Regions from separate parts of the Mus musculus genome. Here region 2 is linked to region 1. Evidence: chromatin contacts called from public Hi-C data. All regions are on one chromosome and are shown on one strand. Each heading gives the region's core, a stretch centred on a gene start, on an enhancer-like site or on the middle of the called end of the contact. The rest is flanking DNA. Distances are from core to core; before and after follow the strand shown.

The links. Hi-C and Micro-C count contacts between places; a contact is called where the count stands out from the background.
Region 2: a contact with region 1 is called in a Hi-C map of myocytes, with 3 times the contacts expected there. The contact joins the enhancer-like site here to the promoter of Zim1 in region 1. A contact is called at or near these places in 6 of 484 Hi-C or Micro-C datasets (the Patski cell line, muscle stem cells, myocytes and 1 more), 1 of 115 datasets of contacts at active chromatin or transcription factors (embryonic stem cells) and 2 of 9 other capture datasets (adipose tissue and pancreatic islet).

The regions. Positions count from the first base shown.
Region 1 is chr7:6,694,006-6,698,844 of GRCm38.p6, reverse strand. It overlaps Zim1 (zinc finger, imprinted 1), which reads left to right and starts at 2,413. Exons shown (of 8, transcript NM_011769.4): 1 at 2,413-2,476; 2 at 3,073-3,195.
Region 2 is chr7:6,775,239-6,780,077 of GRCm38.p6, reverse strand. All of the region lies in intron 2 of Usp29 (ubiquitin specific peptidase 29), which reads right to left. Among named protein-coding and RNA genes, the nearest start is that of Mir3099, 26 kb to the left of the region's middle. Within about 2 kb of position 2,642, at least 67 of the 459 cell types and tissues checked have an H3K27ac peak or open chromatin away from gene starts, as enhancers often do. A contact at or near this core is called in muscle stem cells and myocytes, where this site is marked.

The DNA of each region.
Region 1 (4,839 bases), core at 1,164-3,663:
GCACACATACACATATACATTAAAACAAAAGAACCTTAAGCCATAGATCTACCTAGCTGGACATGGTAGTATACACCTTTCATTTCAGCACTCAAGAGGCAGATGCATCTCTGGATTTGAGACCAGCCTGGACTACATAGAGAAACTGTCTCAAAACAAACAACAAAACTTTTCAACGGCACACAAGTGCTTCTTGTTCATACCACTGGGATATGTTCAAGGTTGGCTAGGTGACACTACTTACATTTGACCAGCCAGGTGAACCGAGCCTGCTCTTATGTCTGGTGCTAACTGGTGGTGACCTAACCTAGGTTCTGGGTACAGCATTTCAGTCTTAGTTCCCCTTTCTGTTGATGTGATCAGTTACTCTGACCAAAGGAACTTAAAGGAGAAAGAGTTTATTTTATCTCAGAATTCAAGTATGTGGGAGCATCATAGGAGCATGGGGGTGGGAATCCAAAGCAGCAGGAGCCTGAAGCAGCTGGCCATATCACTGCCATGACGATGAGGATACAGAGAGTGCTGAATGCATGCAGTCCACTCTCTCCCTGACCTGAGAATGGTTCCACCCACAGTTATGATGGGTCTTACCTCCGATAACATAATCAAGATAATCACCCCACCCAGACAGGCTGCCCATCTTCCCAGTGATTCTAGATATTGCCAAGTTGACAACACTAACCATCTGAATGAGGGTGAGAGATTACTTTCTGTTTGTTTGTTTAGTGTGTGTGTGTGTATATGTGTCCTTGTGGAGGTCAGAGAACAATTTGTGGAACTCTTTTCTCTCCTTCCACAGCTGTGGGTCCTCAGATTGACCCCGTAGGGTTTCTGTGAAGAGACACCATGACCATGGCAAGTCTTATAAAGGAAAACATTTAGTTGGGGCTGGCTGACAGTTCAGAGGTTTAGTCTGTTGTCATTACGGTGGGACCCAAGGCATAGTGCTGAGAGGTACCTGAGAGTTCTACATCTGGATCTGCAGACAGCAAGAAGAGACTATGAGCCACTAGTCCTGGCTTGAGTTTCTGAAACCTCAAAGCCTGGCTGGAATGATGCTGTTCCTCCAACAAGGTCACACCTGCTCCAGTGATGCCACACCTTCTAAGATTCACTTCCTGTGAATCTATCGGGGCCATTTTCATTCAAACCTCCACACCAAGAGAATCAGTGAACAACCCGTTGACACTTAGGAGTCAGTGCTACCCACTTCATTCTGTTGGCTAAAGCAAACTTCCTGGAATAAGGAAGTTTGTATTCCACCTTCAGGAGAGAAATTGCATACCCTACAACAGAGGGTGTGAATATTACGAAGCATTAATGATGTATCTGCAGGGATAGTGGGCACATTTTTCTCCCCCTGACATACCTATAATCCTCAACACCCTATAATCCCTGTACAACAGTGGGAAGCTTAGCCCAGATCAGCGGTGAAGGGGATACCACTTGTAGAAGCCGAGGAGTCTTTCTACTAGCTGAGAAATACTCCCTGTACTGGCTAGTTTTGTGTCAACTTGACACAGCTGGAGTTATCACAGAGAAAGGAGCTTTAGTTGAGGAAATGCCTCCATGAGATCCAACTGTAAGGCTTTTTCTGAATTAGTGATCAAGGGAGAAAGGCCCCTTGTGGGTGGGACCATCTCTGGGCTGGTAGTCTTGGTTCTATAAGAGAGCAGCTGAGCAAGCCAGGGGAAGCAAGCCAGTTAAGAACATCCCTCCATGGCCTCTGCATCAGCTCCTGCTCCCTGACCTGCTTGAGTTCCAGTCCTGACTTCTTCAGTGATGAACAGCAATGTGGAAATGTAAGGTGAATAAACCCTTTCCTCCTCAACTGCTTCTTGGTCATGATGTTTGTGCAGGAATAGAAACCCTGACTAAGACGCTCCCCAAGTCTACGCTGTGACTTTAATGGTAAAGTAGGTCTAGAAGCAAAGAAGTGAAAACAGAAGAGTGCTGGTGACTCCGTCCAGTAATCCCAGCTCAGGGCAAGGGGATCCTGAGGTTGAGGTCTACATAGTGAAACCCTGTCCCAAACCAAACCAAACCACTCTACCTCAGCGTGTCATCACATAATCTTAAAAATCTTTCCCTTTTCTACCATCGGCCTCTATCAATTTAGAAATTTTACTACCGAAGGAAATTTTTCCACCAGGAGACGCAATTTCTCTATAGTACTAGAAGTGGAGCCACAGAAGGGCAGAGCGTCTGAGGAACGCTTATAGCGAGCGCATCTTGCTGGGGACTACATTTCCCACAGGTCCCAGCGCGCTGTGCCGGGTGCTGGGCGCTCCATAGCCTGGAGCCTCAGGCTGGACGGCGTGAGACCTTCTGGGACATGTAGTCCTGTGGGCGGTGCCCTAGAGCTGGGGACTTGGGTTTTGAAAGTCATCCCGCGGCATTCCACTCCGGGTGGCCGCAGGCTGCGGTGCCTGGAGGCGAGTGCGGACGGACGGATAACCAAGCGCGAGGACGAGAGGCAAGAACACGGGAGAGGACTGAGAGGGCAGGGTGTCTGCATGCTGGGTGGGTCCCCACCCTATCACAGCTCTGTAGAGGACAGTGGTCTGGGTAGGGGGTGTGCGAGGGAATAGTGTGGCACAGCTCTTAGACATACTTCTGCTACGTTATGGAGATTTGTGTAACTCCTATTTGGAGGGTTTGGTCCCTGCAATGTGTCAGCTTTCTTCCACAACTTTACGTTTATGGGTGGCTTAGTTTGTCTCGCCTGTGTGGTTGTAGTTGGTCCTAGCTGGGTTGTTTGAACACTGTAGACTCGAATTCTCTTCTTATGTGGGTGTGCGTGAGCTTGTGTTCTACTTTGTAACTGTATCTGTTTTTGTATACGGATGAGCTGTAGTTGTGAGTTTTGCCCAACTGCCTGACTGTGCTGATGTGGTCAAGTGTGATTATATGATCTTGTATTTGTGTGTTGGGAAATGTGTCTGTATTTGAGCCCGACTATGTGTCTCATTCTGTGGATCTACTAATATAGATTTTATGTAATAACACTGTGAGTGTGAATTTTTAAATTTAATTAATTAATTAATTTTGTGTGTTTGTATGTGTGTGTAGGTCTTTGGACAACTCACAACAGCCTGTTTTTTCCTACTATGTGGGTCCCAGCGATGGAACTCGAGTTATAAGGCTTGGCAGCAATCGCCTTTACCAGCTGAACCAGCTAGCTGGTCCCAGATTGTGAGTTCATAGTATGCCTGGCAGAGGGAGGTTGTGCAGATTTTAGGTTGTATTTGTATCTGTGGTATGGCGGGGAATGTGTTGGGATGGTTGAAGGAGTTGGGGCTCAATTCAACTGTGGATTTACATGGCCTGGGTTTGTATATAGTTCGTGAATTGCATCTTACTGATTTGTATGCAATTGATTCTATTCCATTGGGTTGTTTATGTGTATTTGAGTATTCATATGTGTTTGCTTATATGTAAGTAAGGGTGATAGTTTGTGCATATAGCATCTCGTCTAGGTGATCAATGAGTTTGGTCACTAACACATTGGTATGCTCTCTGGATAGCTATTAGCTAAACTTGTGGATATCCAAGGCAAGGTTGCAGCCAGGCCAGGCATTTCTCCCCTACCTAGTGGCCGGTGAGCAGTATGAAACCCTGGATAATTTCGACCCAAGCCCAGAAGACAGCCCCGAAGTCCCATTCAGGCAAATGTCCTGTTCTAGGACTGAGGTGTCGGGGTGGCTACTGTGCTGTGGAAGGGACCAAATAGAGGTGTCTTTGCTTTTTTTCTAGAATGTACCTGCTGGCTTTGGGGAACAGGGCAGACTATAGAGCCTGGTGAAGGGTAAGCAGGGATCCAGACTGGGAATTGAGTTTCTGAGCCACAGAGCAACCGAGTCTCTGGACGTCTTTAGACAGCAGTAGGAGAGGAGAGAAGATAAGAAATGGGGGAAACTAGAGTTGGCTCAGAGGAGGGCGTTGTGGTGTATTCTTCAGGACACAGAGCCAGGCATTACAAAGTAGGATCTAGAAGCCCTGGTGACATATTAGTCTAATGGACCAGGAGGAAATGATCCCAGACTTTAGACATATAAGCTGGGAGTCAGAGGAACCAGTTAGTCACTTGATTTGATGGACCTTAAAGGGATGATTTTAGAGAGACTCCAAGGGGGTTAGGCTATATAGGGAACAATGGGGGGGGGTTCAGAAGGTCTCTGGGGCTCCACACAGGGCATGTATGAAGGTTTCTGGATGAGAAGGGTGCTTTGAAAAGGCTTTGAACATCTGTAGCAAGGAAGTATGCATTAGTGGCCCAGTCGTGAGTGAGGGCAGGAAGCATCACTTTCATGGAGGTGAGTACTGCTGGACCCCAAGTGAGCCTGAGGTCAGCCTTAGAATCAAGCAGAAAGAGGTCTTCTGTCGAGAGGTGACAGAGGTGACTGGGAGCTCTAAAATGTTCTTCTGTAGATGTAGATGTGTCCCTGTCCACACCCACGTACGCTTCGTAAGGCCTGTGACACTTACAGATGGGTGCCAGCCTGACTGGGCAGTTTTCTCAGTTTCCTTGTCATACAGATGTGCAGATGGACTTGCGTCTGTGTGCTAGGGTGTCCTCTGACTTTCCCTAAAAGTGTGTTCTCAGCACCTAAATTGTGGTTGGAAAATCCCAAATTCGAGGCTATATCAGCATGTATGTGTGAGAATCTGCTATAGGTCTCGGTGTCTTAAAAACAAGCAAACAAGCAAACAAACAAACAAAGCAGCAAAGCAGAGGGTATGTTTGCCAATTCCATCGTTGCTGTTGTTGCTGTTGCTATTATTATTGTTGTTGATTTTATTATTCTTTGATACTTTCTCACATGTATATACTGTGCT
Region 2 (4,839 bases), core at 1,393-3,892, 81 kb before region 1:
CTTCTTGGACAGAGTTAGGCCAGATTAGAAGCTAACAGTTCCCAGAGATAGAAACATAAAGACCACATCTTGACATTATCTTTTGCAGCTCTTGTACTGAACAGATATAATTCTTCTTGTTTTGTTTAATCCAATTAGAGTTTATTTTTCTTTCAGTGATACATGAAATAGACATTACAAATAAAATCCTTGCCTTGGACCCTTGAGCCTCTCAGACAGGAAACATTCAAGCCATCCCTGGCCCTCCCTCTTCTTCATTCTCCATATCCAGAGACCATGCTTTTATGAAAACAGATATCTACTCATATGTGTCTCCAACTTCTTTTCTGTTTTCTAATCTTTCATGTATGTATGTATGTATGTATGTATGTATGTATGTATGTATGTATGTGAGAGTGTGTACCACAGTGAAATTGTGGTAGATAGAGGACATCTCTCAGAAATCAAGTTATCTTCTTCTGCCATGTGGGTCCTGGGGACCGAATTCAAGTTGTCAGTCTTGGCAGCAAGCATCTTTACCCACTGAGCCATCTCACCATCCCCTGAGTCTCCTAATTAAACACATCTATGTTATAACCTTTCACAGTGACACATCTCCCCCATTACATGGGTAGTTCACTCCACCTCGAGTTCTGCATCGCACTGCTACTTTTCTTAACTTCCCCTCCCCCTTCCTTCAATCCCAGGAAAGGCACTTCCAAAACACAAGCCTAACTTCTATCCGCTGGAGCCATTTCCTCTACGACATGGAAACTCTTAATTGCTAAAGTAAACACATACGCATACACATGCACACATACACACACACAATCATATATGCAGAAACACACACAAAACACACCAAAACAAAGAGAGACAAACACAGAGACACAAAGACACAGAGATTAAGAGAGAGAGACAGAGAGACAGAGACAGAGAGACAGAGCAAGATTACTGAAATACAACTGATAAGCCCAGAGGCCGTTTACTACAGATGTAGCTGCATATGGACTCCTCATAAAGTTCAGCAGAAATCTCTCATTGTCCATCTCTAGCTCTGATTCACTTCCAGGAATTGTCTCTAGCATATCCAAGGAAATACTCTTTATTTGGTCCAAACTAGGGTGTATGTCTCATCCCCAAACCACCTATAGTGACTTCTGAGGATCTAATGACTGTTACAGGAGCTGGGAAGAAAAGCACCAAGGTGGAGAGGTTGAGGTTGTCTTCCAAAGCACAAGGTAATTTTGTGGGTCTTTAAAATACTGGTAGCCATTGAGATGGCTGAAGGTAAAGGCACTTGCTGCCAAGCCTGAGGACTAAAGTTCAAGCCCTGGTGGAAAGAGAGAACTGACTCCCACGCGCTGTCTTCTGACTTTCACTAGTGTCCTGTATGCTCATGCACCTAGACAATATACACAAAATTAAAAAATAGATGTGATATTGTTTTTTTTAAGTGAACACTTTATATTGGTATACCCACCTAAAATGTACCAGGACCCCCAGGGTCAAGCTCAAGGTAAATGTATAGCTCTTTGTGGCTTCCTCTGGAGCCCTGTCTTACAGCCATCACTATAGCTTATATACCCTAGGTAGAATGCATGTTTGATGTCTCTGTCTCTGACCCTTAGACTTCTGTACGTTTCTAACCTCACAAAATACTCAGTCACACCATTACCCTTTTTAGCAATCTTATGCTCCACTTGGGGCCTCAACAACCTTAGCTGTTCCTTGAAGGAGATCCTCATCCCCTCTCCCCTCCCCCTACCAGACCCCACAAGAATAAGACTTTATGCGGAAGGTAGATGTTTACTGTTAGGAAAATAAAGCACTTTTGAACATGTATGTAGTGCAAGCTGAGTACTTGTAACCCCAACCTTTCTATCAAACCTATCTGCCCTGTCCCCTCCCCACAAATCTGTCACATCATATCTATTTATGTTGTTTGTGACCCACTGAGATTAATCAGGGCCACGTGTGAGACTATAGGTTTGAAGCTATGGGAGTCTGGCAGGTTCAGCAGAGGAGACACAACCAAAGATGGTGATCCCCACTCCCATCCCAGAGTCTATCAATAGTCAGTAGTTTTGACATAAAAGGAGGGCCTCCCCCTCCCCTGACTGATGGTTGACAGAGCTGGTCTTGTGGGGGTAGAGCGCAGGAATTCACAGTCGCTGTGAGTTAATGGTTGTGTGGAATCCAGAGAATGGCATTTCACAGTTTATTCTTATCTCTCAGTTCAGATGTGCTCCCCTCCTCCCTCTCCTGGAAGTTGTTCACTGAGCCTTAGAGAGGGGGGTAGAAGCCACCTAAGGCTGAGACGGGTCTCTTATTTTCTGCATCTTGGGCAGTTGTGAGTGTCTGCATTCACTACTCTTCATAGAAGGAGACGCTTCTGTGGCTGCTTTTGACTCTCTAAGCATCAGCATTTAGAAGGCACTTGATGTTTGTGTTCCGTTTATGTTGTCTAATCCTTAGAGAAACTAGCCATCTTCCTGATTTGCCAGGACCATATCTCTCTACCTGTATCCCCACCACAGATCGGCCTAGTATAATACACAATCTGTGTGGCTAGCCATGGCTTGGGAGTGCATGACCCACAGCAGGCCAGCTAAGGCTATTCTTCTAGGTGCAAAGGAAGCTGGCCTTCCTCACACAGATAAATGACCTGAGAGTGATCATCTATCCCCATGCTCTTATGGGGAAGCTTTGCGTGACAGTGCCCTGCCAGTGTACAGGCTCAAATAGAGAAGAGACAGCTGCTGGCTACATTCCATCACCCCAGGACAGCTACACCCTCTCCTCCCTGACAGCCAGTTCCTGGAGCCAAGAAATTCTCCCCCCCAACACACACCCTTGCTGAAACTGGTTTGAGAACTCTGTCATCCTCAGTCCTCCAAGCCAAGCAGGGGCCCCTGCTGTTCCATGCATTGGCCATGTGTATTAACTGAAAAACCTTCCTCGGCAGGGTGAGGCTTGCAGTGAAATCTGTTGGGGCCATTTATTTTACCATGTAGAGTCCTACATGATCACACATTGGGAAAGACATACATTTTTGTGAAGCATGTACTGAAAAAATTGTCCATGTACTGAAAAAAAATGATTTTAATGCACAATGGCTGCCATTTGAGACACCACTTACGAGGAGGGTACATGACTACCCTCCTCGTAATCATGGATTGCATGAGAAAGCTGTCAAAATGAATCAAATTTCAGAGACACAATACAGCAGGTGTTAGCTGAGGTTGGAATCTATGCAGTGACCCCGCCTCCCCCCACCCCCAATCCCAGCCCCACAGGCAACTAGCTGTGTGCCCAAGGCATGTTATAAGCCCTTTCTGGTCCTTAGTGTCTTCCTGGGTAAAAATGAGCATGATAGTAAATATGTAAAAGGCCTTCCAGGATGGGTGGCGAGGACCAAGTAGGAGAGTTGATGCAAAGCACACAGAACCGTGCCACGCGTTTGGAAAGCCCAAATAAGTACAAGCTGTGGCTCACCTCCCACTTTTGCTGAGTGTTTCATAGAAAGAGGCAGGCAGAAAATATTTGCCGTGCCACCAAAAATATCAGAGAGAAGAGGGAAAACACAGCGATGGGGCTGAATAGGAGGATCCCACCATCTGAATACCCCAGCAGGCCTTCCTTAGAATAGCTACGATGGATCCCACACCATATGTCCTCTTCTCCTGCCAAATGCTTAGTGGCTTTCCTCTGAGGTAGTTTCTTCCCTGGCTCTCATTTCCTAAAGCTCAGCAGAGCTGAGTCCTTAGCTGAATCTAGGATTGGGATGCTCACACACATGATCCAGCCAAGGTCACCAGAGCCCGACCTGTGCTTCTTGCTGAGGCGTGAAAGTTCTCAAGGGGACACTGACAATGATTGTTATGGGCTAAGAAGTTTGTTGGGAGAGGTATTAATGGCACAGGCAGACAGATAAACAACAGTATGGTGGGAACACAGGAGATTCTGGTCCCTAGTGCCATTAAGGCACAACATAGTAGAAATTCTGAAGAGAAAAGCAGGCCCTTGTGGTGGAGTTGAGGGTCCTTCCTGAGAACAGGTTGGGGGTTCACAGCCATGCTCACTGATTCCCCCATCAGGAGCTAAAAGAGAGAGTGGGGAGCAGGATGTGTCAATACCCTGTACCTTCTTTGATGTAAACTTACTTCCGTGGCTAGAGACACTGGCATCTGGAAATCTGTTAGCTTCTCAGAGGATGCTCTCAAGAGACACCTGTCAGTATCTCCCAGAAGGGTGTGGCTTCTCTGGGGTTTGTGGTGGGAGCAGCAGTCTGCTCTGGATTCTAAAAAGGTTATGTTATACTTTAGTTTCTATTGCTATGATAAAATGCCCGGACAAAAGTAATTTGGAAAGAAAGCATTTAGTTTAGCTCACTACTCCAGGCAACAATCCATCCTAGTAGGAAGCCAATGAAGCAGGAACTTGAAACAGCTGGTCGCATGATATTCAAAGAGGGATGAGTTAATGCCTGCTAGCTGGTATTCACTTTCTCCCCTCCTATACAGTCCAGGACCCAAGCACAAGGACTGGTCCCACTTACTGTTAGACGGAATGTTCTCATGCCAATGACAGACTCAAGGCAATCCACAGACATGCCTAGAGGCCTACCTGATCTAGACAGTTCTTCATGTTAGCACTAACCATCACAGCTTGTGGAGCTGGACCTCCCAGGGGTCACCCTGCTGTGAGCTGAGGAGATCCTAGCTGAGTTCAACTGAGAAAAAAAGTAGAGAACAATACAGGGTAGAGATGTGGGTCCATTGGTAGAGAGCTTGCCCAGGAAGCTCTGGGCTCACTTCCCAGCACCTCATGAACATGGGAGTGAGTGGGGCTTGTCTG